Linked DNA regions of Oryctolagus cuniculus: region 2 is linked to region 1. The links are chromatin contacts, called in public Hi-C maps. All regions are on one chromosome and are shown on one strand. The core of a region is the stretch at or near the end of the contact, and the rest is flanking DNA. Distances in the headings are between cores, read along the strand shown. Region 1 overlaps SLC39A14 (solute carrier family 39 member 14). Region 2 overlaps CCAR2 (cell cycle and apoptosis regulator 2).

What was found. Hi-C and Micro-C count contacts between places; a contact is called where the count stands out from the background.
Region 2: a Hi-C map of skin fibroblasts shows a contact between it and region 1, with 4 times the contacts expected there. The contact joins two enhancer-like sites. A contact is called at or near these places in 3 of 6 Hi-C or Micro-C datasets (embryonic fibroblasts, psoas muscle and skin fibroblasts).

Annotation. Positions count from the first base shown.
Region 1 is chr8:897,599-905,128 of mOryCun1.1, forward strand. It overlaps SLC39A14 (solute carrier family 39 member 14), which reads right to left. Exons shown (of 9, transcript XM_051836781.2): 9 at 5,790-7,530. Among named protein-coding and RNA genes, the nearest start is that of PPP3CC, 9.7 kb to the left of the region's middle. Within about 2 kb of position 3,518, at least 2 of the 8 cell types and tissues checked have an H3K27ac peak or open chromatin away from gene starts, as enhancers often do.
Region 2 is chr8:709,736-717,095 of mOryCun1.1, forward strand. It overlaps CCAR2 (cell cycle and apoptosis regulator 2), which reads right to left. Exons shown (of 21, transcript XM_051836735.2): 8 at 6,971-7,090; 9 at 6,004-6,226; 10 at 5,807-5,920; 11 at 5,373-5,536; 12 at 4,896-5,067; 13 at 4,602-4,811; 14 at 4,307-4,525; 15 at 3,718-3,862; 16 at 3,553-3,635; 17 at 3,170-3,316; 18 at 2,822-2,933; 19 at 2,552-2,740; 20 at 2,266-2,471; 21 at 1,406-2,174. The coding sequence ends at 2,130. It overlaps BIN3 (bridging integrator 3), which reads left to right. Exons shown (of 9, transcript XM_008249867.4): 9 at 667-1,316. The coding sequence ends at 813. Among named protein-coding and RNA genes, the nearest start is that of CCAR2, 11 kb to the right of the region's middle. Within about 2 kb of position 4,281, at least 1 of the 8 cell types and tissues checked has an H3K27ac peak or open chromatin away from gene starts, as enhancers often do.

The sequences.
Region 1 (7,530 bases), core at 2,268-4,767:
AGCCAGAGCTGTGCCTATCCAAAGCCAGGAGCCAGGAACTTCTTCTGGGTCTCCCACACAGGTGCAGGGGCCCGAGCATTTAGGCCATCATCTACTGCTTTCCCAGGCCATCAGCAGGGAGCTGGATCAGAGGTGGAGCAGCTGGGACTCGAACCGGTGCCCATATGGGATGCCAGCGCCGCAGGTGGAGGCTTAACCTACTACACCACAGCGCTGGGCCCTAGACTTTTCCTAATTGGAAAAACAGCCCAAAGCAACATCCTACCAGTGATAGCCTGATATAATAATCTCTATGTAGTTGTAAGTAATAAATACTGTTGTCTGGGAAATATATATTCAAAGGTAGATATTCAGACCATTTGGGGGGCTGCGTACAAACTCCTTATCAGCGTTATCCTGTGGTCTTCCTAGGAGAACTGAATACTGAGAACTGTGATAGGTGCTGGGAGCCAACACTGGCTGGCATCACTGTTGCTGCTGTTTGCATCGTTACAAAGCAGGAGAAGGGTGGCAGTGACAACATTATATACTATCGTCTGGAATAGAATTTGATAGCTGTTCACACCTGGGCTCCTGCATTCCACAGGTGAGGCCACACAGGGAAGGCGTCCCAGCATGCATCCCGCTGCCTGGACCCATACACATTCCGGAACCCTTGGCCTGCACGCAGTATCCTTGTCAACTTGCGCCCCCTACAGGCCACTGTCTCCACATAGCCGATCTTTCTGAAGTTGAAAGCATAAAACTGATTGGTCATCCCCCTGCTTAGAGGCTCTCAAAGGCTCACCTCAGAACTCTTCCCCACACAGATTGGCTCTGTGTGACCTCAAACAGCCCACGCTCTTCTCTCCCAGGACGCTTGCATTCGCTGGTTCTGATTGGGGGCAGGCTCCTAGCTGGCTGCAAAGCTGTGGCTCCTCAGCCCGTCACTTCCTGCCCACTGTAGCTCAAAGCACACCCTCCGCCCTCCTCTGCCTCGCTACCCTGCTAATGTCCCGGTAGCACTTCTGTGTCTGTCTTGTGCACCGTCATGTCCTGTCATTCCTGAAACACCTAAGCTCTGTGTCTTGTTACATCACTGGGGCCAGCGCTATGGTGTAGTGGGGTAAGGCCACCGCCTGCTATGCCAGCATCCCATATGGGCGCCGGTTCGAGTCCCAGCTGCTCCACTTCCAATCCAGCTCCCTCCTAAGGGGCTTGGGAAAGCAGCAGAAAATGGCTCGGATGCTTGGGCCCCTGCACCCACGTGGGAAACCTGGATGAAGTTTCTGGCTCCTGGCTTTGGAAAAAAAGAAAGAAAGAAAGAAAGAAAAATTCCTGTGCTCTTTCTGCTGAAGACAGAGGGGCCAGCTCTGGGGAAGCGGGTCTGTACTGGTCCTTGCTCATCACCGCTTCCCAAGTCATCAAACCTAGGTGCTTTCCAAGGGCCTCCTCACGGAAGCTAGCTACCAAGGCTGTGTAAGGTTTCCAGTGAAAAAAACACTAGTAGCAGCTAGATTAAGGCGGTCTTTCCACACAGCCTGAGGTTTTATTTATTTTTAAAAAGTTACTTATTTGAAAGGCAGAAATATGGAGAGAGAAGGAGAGAGACAGAGAGGGAAAGAGAAATCCTCCATCCACTTGTTTGCTCCCCAAATGGCCACAACAGCTGAGCCAGGCTGAAGCCAGGAGCCAGGAGCTTCTTCTGGGTCTCCCACCAGGGTGCAGGGACCCAAGGACTTGGATCACTTTCCGCTGCTTTCCCAGGCGCATTTTCAGGGACCTGGATCAGAAGTGGAACAGCCGAGACTTGAGCTGGTGCCCATATGGAACGCCGGCACTGCAGGCAGAGGCTTAACCTGCTACGCCACAGTGCTGGCCCCACAGCCTCAAACAAAGTTAATGTAAAGTGTAATTAGGAAAACAGATGTGCAGAAATAAATACCTCTTTTTTTTTTAAAGATTTATTCATTTATTTGAGAGCCAGAGTTAGAGAGAGAGGGAGAGACAGAGAGAGATCTTCCATTTGTTGATTCACTCCCCAAAGGGCTGCAACAGCTGGAGCGGGGCCAGTTTGAAGCCAGGAGCCTCCTCTGGGTCACCCACTTGAGTGCAGGGGTCCAAGCACTTTGGCCATCTTCCTTCCACTGTTTTCCCAGGCCATTGCAGGAACCTGGATCAGAAGTGGAGCAGCTGGGACTTGAACTGGGTGCCCACTGGGATGTAGGCAGAGGCTTAGCTTACTATGCCACAGTGCCAGCTCCAACAGCTTTAGATTTTAAACAAGTTCATGTAGAACATAATTAGGAGGACAGATGTGCAGGAATAAAATACCCCTTAGAGCCAAATGAAGATGCGCGGAGGTCTCTCCTGTTTGGATCTCATTTACCCTTTTTAGAATTGTAATCAAACCCTCTACAGAAAGGAATCGGTGCAGTCTAATGTTTTCCAAAAATCAGCTTTCCCAGAAAAGAGACAAAAGAATCTAAATCCCAGCAGCTCTGTCTCCTGTTCACCCAGTTTCAAGAGGGAGAAACAAAACAAAACAAAAAGCCTGGCATTAATTGGAGAATTACTACCATGCTTAAACTGTGTGCCTTCAACACATATTTCTTCTCAAGGTCACGTCTCTGGGATACAAGCAGGCAACGGCTTCAAAACAGCCTGTTTCCCTGAACCTTTAGAAGTTACCAGGAACAGACAGCTAACAAAGTCTACTCTGGGAGGATTCTCAAGATCAAAGAGACTTTTTATCTTCCTCACCAGCATCTATAATTAAAGACCTTATCTTTTATTTTAAGCAAAGCAAAACAAAAACAAAAGTATTGCCTTCATTGAATCGGTTGTTTTTTGTCTTAAAACCCACAAGGTTGAGGGAATGTCGTTCAGAATGGCTTCCCCCAGAGGTTTCTGGTTAGGGATCCTCCCCCGGGAATTTGCTGATGGCTGGGTAGATTGGCGTCTAAATTTATTCTTGGCAACCTCAACAGTCCACAGGCCTACCAGCAAAACACAAGCACAGGAAAAACACCCAGCGCCCGGTGGCGAAAGAACCGCTTCTTGGCTTATGATTGCCAAGGCTGGCGTGCTTCCGGGTTACTCCTTAACTATAACAGATGCTACGACCTGGGAACCCCACCCAAAGCCAGGGTCAAACATTACGGGGACACAGCAAGGACACAGCAAGAAGGGGTTGTGTTTTCAGAAAGAAAACTGGCCCTTGGCTAGCACCTCTTGGCTGGCGCCTAAGAACCTTTGGCTCTCTGCCAAACACTGGCTTTTTTTTCTATGATTTAAAAAAAGAGTCATCTATCCTGAGAAGAATGTGAATTCAGTCTATTCCGGGAGAAAGAAGGGGATGTGGGTCTGCCCTCCATCTGAAGAGGCAGGTGCTTCACACCCAGGAAGCGTGCAGAAGCTGCGAGAGAAAGCTCTGGCTGTCGACTGTGTCTCATCACATCGGGAACTGGGTTTCCCTCCACTCAGATCTGACGGTCACCAGGAACAGGCAGAAGCAACAGGGGGGACAGCATTGACCCATCGGCACGGCGCCGTTTGGATGTCAGCGTGTTCCACCTTCCACGCCAAAAATGCCCGACGTGGCTTAGCCGCTTTAGTCTTCCAAGGAGATGGCTGAGGTCAAGGTTTTAAGCTTCTTAATGGCCTGTTTACTTTGCTTAGCTCTGTTCTCTGTGGGTCATAAATTCACCTCTCAAACTCAGGTTTCTAAATAAAGGTGGACCGGGGAACAGGCATAAGGAAAACCACCATCAATGACAGGAAGACACTGTGGGCACTGCAGCCAACGGGGAGGGGTCATTCGCAACACCGCATCTGGTCCTCCGGTTCATCCACGCCGCGGCCAGTGGGTACTGAGATCCCCAGCAGGAAGCCAGGTAGTGTCTCCAGCCAGAAGGAATGTGGTGTAAAAGCCAATAGCAAAATTGCAATGCAAGTCCTATAAGCCGGAGTCCGCAGCCACTGCATCAGCCTGGGAAGGCGGCGGGGAGGTGGCAGGAAAGGAGCGGCCAGAAGCGAAGAGGGAATAGCCTACTGCAAGGTGATGCCAATCAAGACACCCGCACGAGCCCTGGATACAGGGAGGCGGGGCCAGCGCTGTGGCATAGTGGGTTAATCCCCCACCTGCAGTGCCAACATTCCTTATGGGCACTGGTTCGAGTCCCGGCTGCTCCTCTCCTGATCCAGCTCTCAGCTATGGCCTAGGAAAGCAGAAGATGGCCCATGCGCTTGGGCCCCTGCACCGGCATGGGAGACCTGGAAGATGCTCCTGGCTCAGCTCTGGCCATTGTGGCCACTGGGGAGTGAACCAGTGGGTGGAAGACCTTTCTGTCTCTCCCTCTCACTGTCTGTAATTCTCTCAAATAAATAAAATCTTAAAACAACAACAAAAATACAGGGAGGCACTGTGGAATCTCTGAACCAATTATTTTTCGTTTACTTTTTCTTTTTAAAGATTAATTTATTTGAAAGGCAGATGTGGGGGAGGGAGAAGATCTTCCATCCACTGGTTCACCCCCCTAAATGGCCACAATGACCAGGGCTGGGCCAGGCAGAAGCCAGGAGCCTGGAACTCCATCCACGTCTCCTACGCGAGTGTAGGGCCCCAGGGACTTGGGCCATCTTCCCCTGCTTTTCCTAGGCACATTAACAGGAAGCTGGATCGGAAGTGGAGCAGCCGGGACTTGAACCGGTGCCCATATGGGATGCCGTCCAGGCAGACAGGGGCTGAACCCACTGTGTCCCAGCACTGCAACCCCTTACTGCTTATTTCTATTATTGAACATAAACAACAGAGGCCAGAACATGGAACTAAAGTGTAGAATTTGAAGTCTTTTGAGAGGTGACAAGGACCCCCCCCTGTAAGACATACAGATGTCGTTTAAAGAATCTAAACCAACACTGCAAGTTTCAAAACATGGACTTATACAAGAGAAAATGGGTGACAGAAAGCTCTCTCTTTTGTGGCAGGAATCGGCCACGGGTTAGTCTGCTGGGCACGCCCGCATCCCGCACTGGAGTGCACGGGTTCCAGGTCTGCCTCCACTCCTGATGTACACCCAGGGAGGCAGCAGCCGATGGCTCAAGTGCTCGCGAACCTGCCGGGTGAACCGGCAGAAGGAAGACTTTCTCTGCCTCTCAATAAAACAACCCCCCCTCCAAAAAAAAAAAAAAAAAAAACAACAACAACTACCACATGGACAACCACACCCATTAATTAAATACCCAGCATGGGGCCAGTGCTGGGACAAAGTGGTTACATTGTGACCTGCAGTGCTGGCATCCCATATGGGCGCTGGTTCCTGTCCCGGCTGCTCCACTTCCCACCCAGCTCCCTGCTAATGAGCCTGGGAAAGCAGTGGAAGACGTCACAAGTGCTTGGCCCCCACACTCACGTGGGAGACAAAGATGACACTCCAGCCTCAGCCATTGTGGCCGTTTGGGGGAGTGAACCAGCCGATGGAAGATCTTTCTAACTCCTCCGTCTTTGAAAGAAATGAATCTTTCAAAAAAAAAGAAATCCAGAATGCATGATTATTTTATCATACAATATCGATGAAGTCACATGTTCCATTAGACAGAAACTAAACTTTTCTGAAGTGAGCATATTTCACCTGTAAGTTCCCTCCCAAAAGCCCATAATCAAAAAGGAGGCTAGATCTGGTTAAAAAAAAAAAAAAAAAAAAAAAAAAGTTTGCAAACCAGTGAGGCACCATCGCCCCCCTGTGTTCAGTAACCTTCATTACACCCACAGGGTTACCACAAAAGACCACACATGGGATTGTCAACAATTACAGAATATAGCTTTATTTATAGAACCTTACAAATAAAACATTTACAGTCCATATAAGTTATTTTCTCTTCTAATTTCTTCTCATAACACCTGAGTTATTTAAAAAAATACTGTGGTGGAACTGCAGGACTGTGAAGGGAATATAACAATAAAAACCTAACCTCTCTCTGCAAAACTCAGACTTCATTTCCTGTAAAGCAGATTTCTGGCATATTATCACCTCCTCGGAAGAGGACTTAGGAGCTGGTCTGTCTAGGAAAAAAAAAAGGCTGAAGATGCTAACGTCAGGGGTATGGACAGTCCTCCAAACTACCCATTACCCCGTGGAAGTCTCCTGTGTACAAATGCCCGACACGGCCAAGTTCAACGCACGAAAGCCGAACTGCCACATCTCTCACAGGGCCAATCCACTGCCAATGGCAACTCAACAAGCAGACGACCTGGCGTCCCAGCCGGTCCTAAGCTTGAACTTGACTTTGGGTCTGGCCTCTACACCAATTACGGTGCCAACAAGGAGCCTTTGCCTGTGAGGGCAGGTTCTTGGGTCGCTGCAGGTGCACATACACAGGGAAAGCACTGTTCTAGTCCAAAGCTTGCTTCTCTCTTTGCTAACGATGAGACTCTTTAGCTCCTAAACGACAAACCACTACCTTTACCTCGGGATGGTTTTGTGGAATGAATGACAGGGCTTACAGGGAATGCTAAGGCTACACACTTGACACATCAACGTGAATTAAGTAAAGCAAGATCTCCCAGAGTCTTAGGTTTCAAGTGTTACCTTCTGCCGGCTCCCGAGAGCAGTTTAAGAAGCACAGATGAAACTGCATTAAAACAATAATAATGATCACAACACAAAAACGTTAAAGATGCCGACACGCGAGGAGTTGGTTCTTTGGTTAAAAAAAGTGGACCAAAACCCTAGGAGAAGTTGGTTTTGATTTTGACCCAAGAATCTTGGTCACCAAAGGTTTTTCTTCAGCGTGTTCTCAAATCTAGCAGAGTTGTGAGCGGTCACCCACGTCCATCACAGCTGGTGGATCAGAACCGAGCCACTCCGAGGAAGTCGCCCCCGCGGCTTCCCCACTCGCGCCCAAGAGTAGTTGGGGTCCCGGGGCTTGTTGTCCAGTGAGAGAAAACAAAGGAGATGCTGCTTTTCAGGACTGAGGGAGCCAGAACAGACTGGGGCCTCCGGCCAGTCACCCACGCGAGCCCCTGGGTTGCAAGTGTGGGCGCCTCTAAGAAAGGGGCCGAGGGGTCTCGCATTATCAATATGATAATGGGAAGTCCATTCACCTAGTGAACCTGGAGATCGGAGGAGGGGGCTCCAGTGCCCGAGGCTGGCCCCCCAGCTCCACAGAGTAGCCGGCCTGTCTGCGGTCCCGAGAGAACGAGAGCATTTCATCATCAACCCAGGACCCGGCAGTGGGTCCCGGCTGAGGAAGGAGGCGGCGACCTGGGCAGACCCGCCGGCAGCAGCGACATCCGCGGGGCCGCAGCCCGAGTTCCAGAGACGGCGGTGAACTCGTCCTTCCACGGACGGGACGGGCCAGTCCTGAATTCTGCCTGCCTGATGCCACTCTGGATCACCCTGCCTCCGCGGAGCGCACCCTGCCTCCGAGTCTGAGCGTGCTGGCGGGACGCAGACGTGTGCTCAGCATGTGCTTCTACTCTAAGGGAAGCTGGGAGCCGGGGAGGGGAGGTGGGGGTCACAGCCAGGAAGAGGAGGGTCCCCGCCCGCG
Region 2 (7,360 bases), core at 3,031-5,530, 190 kb before region 1:
TTGGAGGTCAGCAGAGCCTAGGGGCGGGGCACTGCGTGTCAGGACTGACGCTGGAGCTGGCACCTGTTTGGGACTTGTTTTCTTGGCGCTGTGCCGTGCCATGTGTAGGGCAGTGAGACGCATTTTTCCCACCTGGGCCCGTGGGGCGTGGCGTCCTGCCAGCAGCTGTGCCCTCCCTCTGCCCCTGCCGCGGGGGCCTGGGCTCGGCCAGGCGGCCCTGTCACCGCGCAGCAGGGCAGCCGGCTTGCTTACGCTCCCCCGCACCAGCCTCCTGCCGTTAGTCACTGCACAAGTGAGCATTCCTGGTGACTCAGTGCACAGCGGCCCCCGCCCTGGGGGGACAGCTGTGCTTGAGCCCACCTTGACGGGGCTCCCCCAGGTGCTGCTCACCTGGCCTCCCCAGTGCTGGGCTGTGCATTTCTGCAGTGGACAGGGAGTCCCCTGGCCCTGCGCTTGGCACACTCCCATCAAAGTGCGTGCTGTCGCTCTGTCGGGAGGGGAAACTGAGGCCAGCATGGCCCTCAGCCATTGGGGGAGTGGCCGACAGGGCTCCTCCATAAAGGTTGTGAGAGGCAGCAGCACAGCCTCCGTCCACACCCGCCGCCCCTCGGCCTCCCCAGCTGCTGCCTGCGGGCCCCCTCACCGCCCGGCCCTGGCCTCCCCCAGGTCGTGTACTACTCAGAAATGCATAAAATCTTCGGAGACCTCGCCCGACAGCTTGACCAGCCAGGCCACTCGGACGAGCAGCGGGAGCAGGAGAACGAGGCCAAACTGAGCGAGCTCCGAGCCCTCTCGATCGTGGCCGACGACTGAGCGGGGCCTCCTGGGACGTGTCCATCGCTCTGCTTGCGCTGTCCTGTCCGGCAGCCGTGCGGCACCTGGCGGGCCAGGGAGAGGCAGCCCCTCGACCTGCGGTCTTGGCTCCCTTGAGCCCCAAGCTGGCTGCCACCCCCCAGGCCCAGGTAAGCTGCGTAGGAAAACCCTGGGGGTGTCACGTCCTGAACCGTCCAGTTTGTCCTGGCCTTGGGCAGGAGCCAGCCTCAGCCCTGCTCGCACGGCAGGGCCATCTACCTCCGAAGACCTGCCCACCGTGGGGTGCGCCCGGCCCCTCGCCACTGCGCTCCGCGGGTCCTGACGGCCCCCTGGGCGCCCGAGCACTACAGAGGTGAGCCCCTAAGGGCTGGCATTCGGCCTCCTGTGACTCCCCCAGCAGCGTTCCATCCAGCCCAGGCCTCCACACGAGAGCAGGAGGTTGGTGTCTCACCGGAATATCTGGAATTCTATTTTTTCAAGTAAAGTTTCCAATGAAATAGCCACATCGTTTTGTGCTTGTAAATTAAGGTGAGGCCGGGGAGGGCACACGGGCAAGCCTGGAGTAGGGGAGAGCTACAGCTGACGCGCTTGCTTTGTTTTTGACTTTGGTTTATTTAAAAAACAAAAAGCCAAAAAAAAAAAAAAACCAACTTTATATACAAAGTCAAACAGAAACCACGGATTATGGAAAGGGGTGAGAATTACGGGGGCAAGGGCTGGGCCGGAGCCAATACCACATTCTGAACACAGGAGCCGGGAGGGGTGCTGGTTCCTCCTGGGGTGGCTGCCTGGCCCCCGCAGCCCCGCACCGAGAGCTCTCTGCACAGGCTCCGTCCCTGACGGCCGCGGGAGCCCCTGCCCCCGGGAGCCTGCACCTGGAACCCACAGGCGTCACGCCACGGCCACGGGGGGCTGCTCAGCCGCCCGCCGGGCCCCGCCTCTGCTGCTCAGACCTCGTCACAGACTCCAGCCTGCACCTCCCCTGCCTGAGCTAAACCGGAGAGGGCAGGAGAGAAAGCACAAGACTACCAAGGCCCCAGGAGAATTCCAAGGTTTGGGGGCAAAATGACATTCTAGGGGGTGCAGAAGATGTTGTATTTAGCTGTAACGGGAACTGGGTTCCTCTCACATCCATTCCACGTCGCCCAGGCCCCCGTGCTGATGGCCGCCGTCCCCCGCAGCGGCTGAGCCCAGGGGCAGGGTCAGCCGCCGCTCCTCGGGCTCCCGGGGCCTGCCGCGGCTGCGCTCCCGTACCAACAGGGCTCTGACGCCACCGGGCTCCACGCTGGCCTCCCAGCGTCGCAGCTGCGCCAGTCTCAGTTGCTGGGCGCCGGCTCCTCCCTCTCGACCCAGCCGTCAGCCTGCGGGAGACGGGGAGCAGCGGAGGGGCAGGCGTGGTGGCCGGGGCCGCCGACCCGCTGTCTCCGGGGGCTCCTGAGCCCAGCGCCTCACCTTCTCCACCATGCGCTGCACCTCGAGCTGCAGGGGCGTGAGGCGCCGGCGGAAGTCCTGCAGCAGCCGCTGAAGCTGGGCCCGCTGCCGCTCGGCCGTCCGCGCCGTCTCCTCGGCCTCGGCCAGCCGGCCTCGCAGCTCCTGCATCTCAGCCGCCAGCGTCTTGTTGGTCACTTCGGCGGCTGAGAAGCGGCTATGGCTCTCCTCTAAGGGCAGGAACGCGACAGAGACCGCCGCTCAGTCGGGCCCCGGACCGCGCACGGGGCCCCGAGGCCCGGCCACTCACCCAGCTTCAGCTCCAGCGTGTGGATCTTGTTCTCCAGGTAGAGCCGCCCGCTGTCCTGCTGCTCGGCGCGCTGCAGCAGGCTGCCCACGTTGATGAGGCTGCCATTGTGGGGCACCAGGCCTTCGTGCTCCGCGGGGGCGGCGCCGGCCTCCGCGCCCTTCCCAGGAGGCGGCAGCAGGTCCAGGTTTCCTGGGGTGGGGGTGGAGGTGGGAAGAGGACGTGAGGCCGGGTCTCGGGAGGCGGCGGCGGCCCGCGGGCAGCACGACGTACCGCAGAGCAGCTCCTCGCAGGCCCCGCCGTCCACGCCCTCCTGGCGGCTGTACTGCAGGCTGCGGTACTGGCAGATGTGCTGGGTCACCGCCCTGCTGACCAGCTGCTGGGCCTGCAACACACGGGGAGCAGACACCGCTGATCAGGAGCGGCCCTGCGCGGGCGGGCTACGCCCCCCACCCCCCGTCAGAGTCCCGCCTGGCCTTCTGACCCAGCTCCCTGCTGACGTACCCGGCGCCTGAGAGGCGGCAGCAGAGGTCCCTGCCACCCCCACGGGAGACCCCGCTGGAGTTCCAGGCATCCAGGGCGTGAGCCAGCAGCTGGAAGACCTCCGGCTCTGCCTCCTACCTGCTCTGCGCTGAGCCGGATCCCCAGGGTGAGCAGGATCCTCTCCAAGTCCCGCCGGTGCAGGTAGCCACACCAGTTGGCATCGAAGAAGACGAAAGCAAGGAGGCAGTCCAAGGGGAGCACCGCGGAAGGGTCCAGCTCCTTGGGCTGCGAAGGAAACCGGTGAGCGAGGCTCATGAACCGTCCTCCGGGCGGCTGACTCGGTGCTCACCTACAACTGCGGTACTGTGCCCGTGGGGTAGCTGGGAAACGCTGGGCCTCAGTGCCCTTCTTCCTGTACCCTGGCGCCCACCGTGGGCCAAGAACCACAGCTCTTGCCACGCGCCTCGGGAGAGCAAGTTCCTGGGAGCACCCCCCAGTGGACAGAGCGGGAGAGGCCTCACCATGTCCTGGAGCGAGGAGAACTCCACCTCCGACTGGTTGGAGGCGACGGAGCGCACCTCGGCGTCCTCCAGCTTCGCTCCTGCTACACAAAGCCTCAGCTCACCCGGGGCAGGGGGCACCCCGGGGTCCCGGAGCCCGCACCCGCCGCCCGCCGCCGGCCTCACCGAACTCCTCCTCGCCTTCATCCCGGAGCAGCAGCAGCTCGGGGTCCAGGGCCATCTCGCACAGGTCCTCGGCCGCCTCCGCCCGCGGCTTCTCCTCCTCCTCCCCACCGGCAGGGGGCGGCTTGGGCAGCAGCCCGTCTTCCTTCTGCGGACGCGGCCGGGGGTGAGGCGGCGGCGGCTGCGAGAGCTCAGTGCCACCGTGCCGGCGCCGCCTCAATGCCCGAGACCGGGGCCCCCAGGGCACTCGCCAGCCACCTGGCCGTAGTCCCAGTCCCAGGAGAAACCACATTTACTGGGCAGGTACTCGAGCGAGGAGGAGAGTTGGGTTTTAGAAAAGCTTTTAAAAAACACCCTTAACAAGGAAAATAACTCTCAGGCATTCGAAATGCCGCCCTCTCCTCCCACCCCAGTGCTAACCAGGCCCGAGCCCGGGTCGGGCGCCCTCCCGGAGGCAGATGCCCCTCTGTTCTCTCAGGCACGCTGAGCTGGCGCGGGCCTGGCCTCCCTAGGCCTGCGCCTGCACCTGCGCCAGGTTTCCCAGGAGCGGGGAGTGCTGGCAGCGGTGCCCGGCCCAGGTGAGGGCACTCACCAGGGGGGCGTCGGACTCGGCAGCCGCACCCTCGCTCTGCACCTCCTCCTTCGACTCCTTGGCCGCCGCCTCTTTGGCCGCTTCGTCCTTGGCCGCCTCCTCCTTCTCGGGGTCCGGGGGGGACGCGGCCTTCTCCGGAAGGCTCAGCAGCATCTTGTAAATCCTGTAGCCGAAGTCCCGCTGCAGCATCTCCAGGAACAGCTCGGCCAACACCATCACCTGGGGGCGAGGCGGCAGGGGCTGGAGTGAGTGCTCCCCCGCGCACCACCCCCGACTCCCCAGGCCCGACACCTGCCTCAAAGGAGACCCTTTCTTTGGGCCTCCGGTCCTCCACAATGCCCTGGAGCGACAGGTTCACACAGCCGGGACGTGCGGTGACCGCAGGCTCCAGAGGGGGTGGGGGGGCTTCCGGGAGGTCGGCGTCCGCGTCCTGCTGGGTGCCGGCCTCGGGAGGGTCTGCTGCCTGCTCCGCCGCGGCGGGGGCCTGTTCAGCAGGCTCTGCTTCCTGCAACACCAGCCAGGACGTGAGGCTCAGGGGCGCGGGCTCAGGGCCCCTCCCGCCCCGGCTCCCCCCGAGGCGCAGCCTCACCCCTGACGCCTGCTGGGGCGCGGCGGCTGCCTCTGCAGCTCTCTGCTGGCACTGGGCCTCCCACTCCTCCAGCGTGGGCATGATGCTCCAGACGTCTGGCAGGTACACCACCACCGTGTGCAGCCGCCGAGGCGGGCCCGGCTGCAGGTACTGGAACTCGGCAAAGCGCCACCTGCTCCCGGCGACAGGAGAGAGGCCGTCCTCGCCTTACACACAAGCAGCTGCCACCCTCCCGGGCCAGCTCACAACAGCACAATCCGCGTGCTGCCGTGAGAGACACCGACCTAGCCCTCAAACAGCGGGGAGCCAGAGGTGGCAGCCAGCCCGGGACACTGGCTGGGGCCAGAGCGCACACAGCCCTGGTCGGGCTTAGGCCCCAGCCCTGCACCTGTGCGGCAGCTGCAGGGGAGGGAGGCAGGCAGGCATGGGAGAGCGCAGGCCCCGCCCTCGGGCTCGGGCTCAGGCAAGGCCACTCACCACTTGGTGCAGGTGCTCAAGTCGATGCCAGTCTGGGCCTGTGCACAGCGGATGGCCGTGCGCACCAGCACCTGCGGGTCGGCCTGGGGGTCGAGGCCGTCCAGGGAGGGAGACCACTCACCCCCCACCAGCACTGCCTCTTCTTCTTTCCGGCCCAGCAAGAACTACAAAAAGAGAGGAGGGATGGGAGACACAGGCCCACTTCCCTGGCTCTCCCTCACCGCACCACCCAGGAGTGAAGGCACAGGCAGTAGTGACGAGTCCTCCACACAAGGGGGCGCTCTGCTCTCACAAGGGAGGACAACCCTGAGGGGAGCTGTCCCCCTGGGTAGGAGCCTGGGTTCTCCAGGTTACGGACCAGACCTGAGCTGCCAGCTGCCGAGAGCCTGGCAGGCGCTAGACGTCATCAGTCAATTTCACACTCCAGCTCCCACCTTAATCTGCTTCAGAGGATGTTCCGGCGTCTCCCTTGGCTCAGCCATGTCATCCACAAATTGCAGGCAGCAGCGGTACAGTTCCTCTAAGCCCGGGGAGGAGAGCAGCAGGACCTGGGTGGGGGCGGCACGCAGGAGACTCAGCACCTTCCCCAGCCCCCAGCGATGGGGCAGAGGGGCGGGCGCGGTCCATCTACCTTGGAGCTGTAGGCGGCGGCGCTGTCGGCAGGGCTGGGCTCCGCAGCCGGCTCCGGAGCTGCCGCCGCCTCTGCAGAGACCTGGATCCGGCTCGGGTGGTGGAGGGGGAAGGGCTGGCTCAGAGGGAAAGCCGCCAGCCAGCTCAGGTGCACGCACAGGAAGTCGGACGGCACCAGGAGGCTGCGGTACCGGCGCTGGAGTTCTAGGAAGTCGCAGCTGGGGCTGCAAGACACAAGGGTTCCACACTCGGGGCCCGCGCGTCGGAGAAGGGACGGGCAAGCCGATCTGTCCCAGAACTGCCGAGGGCACCTCAAAAGACCAACGCTGATCAGATCTCGTCTCAGATCAGGTCAAAGCAAGTCAAACCGGGCAGGGGCGGGGGACGGACAGTACACGGCAGAAACTGCCGTCTGGATTTATAAGAACGTACAAAGTCCATAACCAGAAGTCCAAAAGCCTAAGCCAAAACTGGGAAAACTGACGCCAACAGCAACAAGAATGTAAGACTTAAAAGCCCATGAAAACAGGCTCCATCTTATTTATAGTTAAAGCGAATCAGAGTATCAGGCTTCACCCGTTAGACTGACAAAGATGAAAACGTCTGAAGGCACGTGGCGGCAGCTGTCCACAGGGACGCAGGCTGGGCTCCTGGAGGAGCGTGAGACGGGCCCTGGTCTCAGTGAGGTGCTCTGCACTTGCGCACACAGGGACAACGGTTACAACAGGATGCAGGATGACTAGATGCAAACCGGAAACAATGAACTTGATCTAACGTTACCGTGGGACAAACTCTAAGCTCTAGTAGGCAAAGCAGCAAAGCACCGAACAGTATGTAGAACAGGCTTCCACTGCTCTTGTGCCTTTTTACAAAGGGCTGTCAGAACTCACAGGCATGGGCTGGGCCTCCCTGACACAAGAACCGTTAGCAGCCCAAGCTCGGGCCCCGCCCCCAGCTCTGCCACTCACCTGTCCACTGTGTAGGGAGTGAGGTGGACCCGGTAGGGAGGCAGGTCATGCCTTGGTTTCTTAGCACCCCAAGGCTCTCCACCAGCCCGCTGTTTGCGTTTCTTGGAGTCGTGGTCATCGCTGGAGGTTCATCATCGCCAGGAGTAAGAAACCACACTGTCATTTATGCATTCAGTACACACTCGTCTACAAAGAAAGAGCTGCAGACGACGTGAGCCCCCAACACTGAAGAGAGGGAGAGAGCAGCCGTGCCAACAGCCACAGGACGGATCGTCACCAAGACGTCCATGTGGGCGTCTTAACTCTAACTGCCCAAAAAATGCTCGCGGTTAGCAAAGAGCCCAGCGTGCAATGCTTCATATATAGTAGGCCTCTGCTGTGCAAAACAAA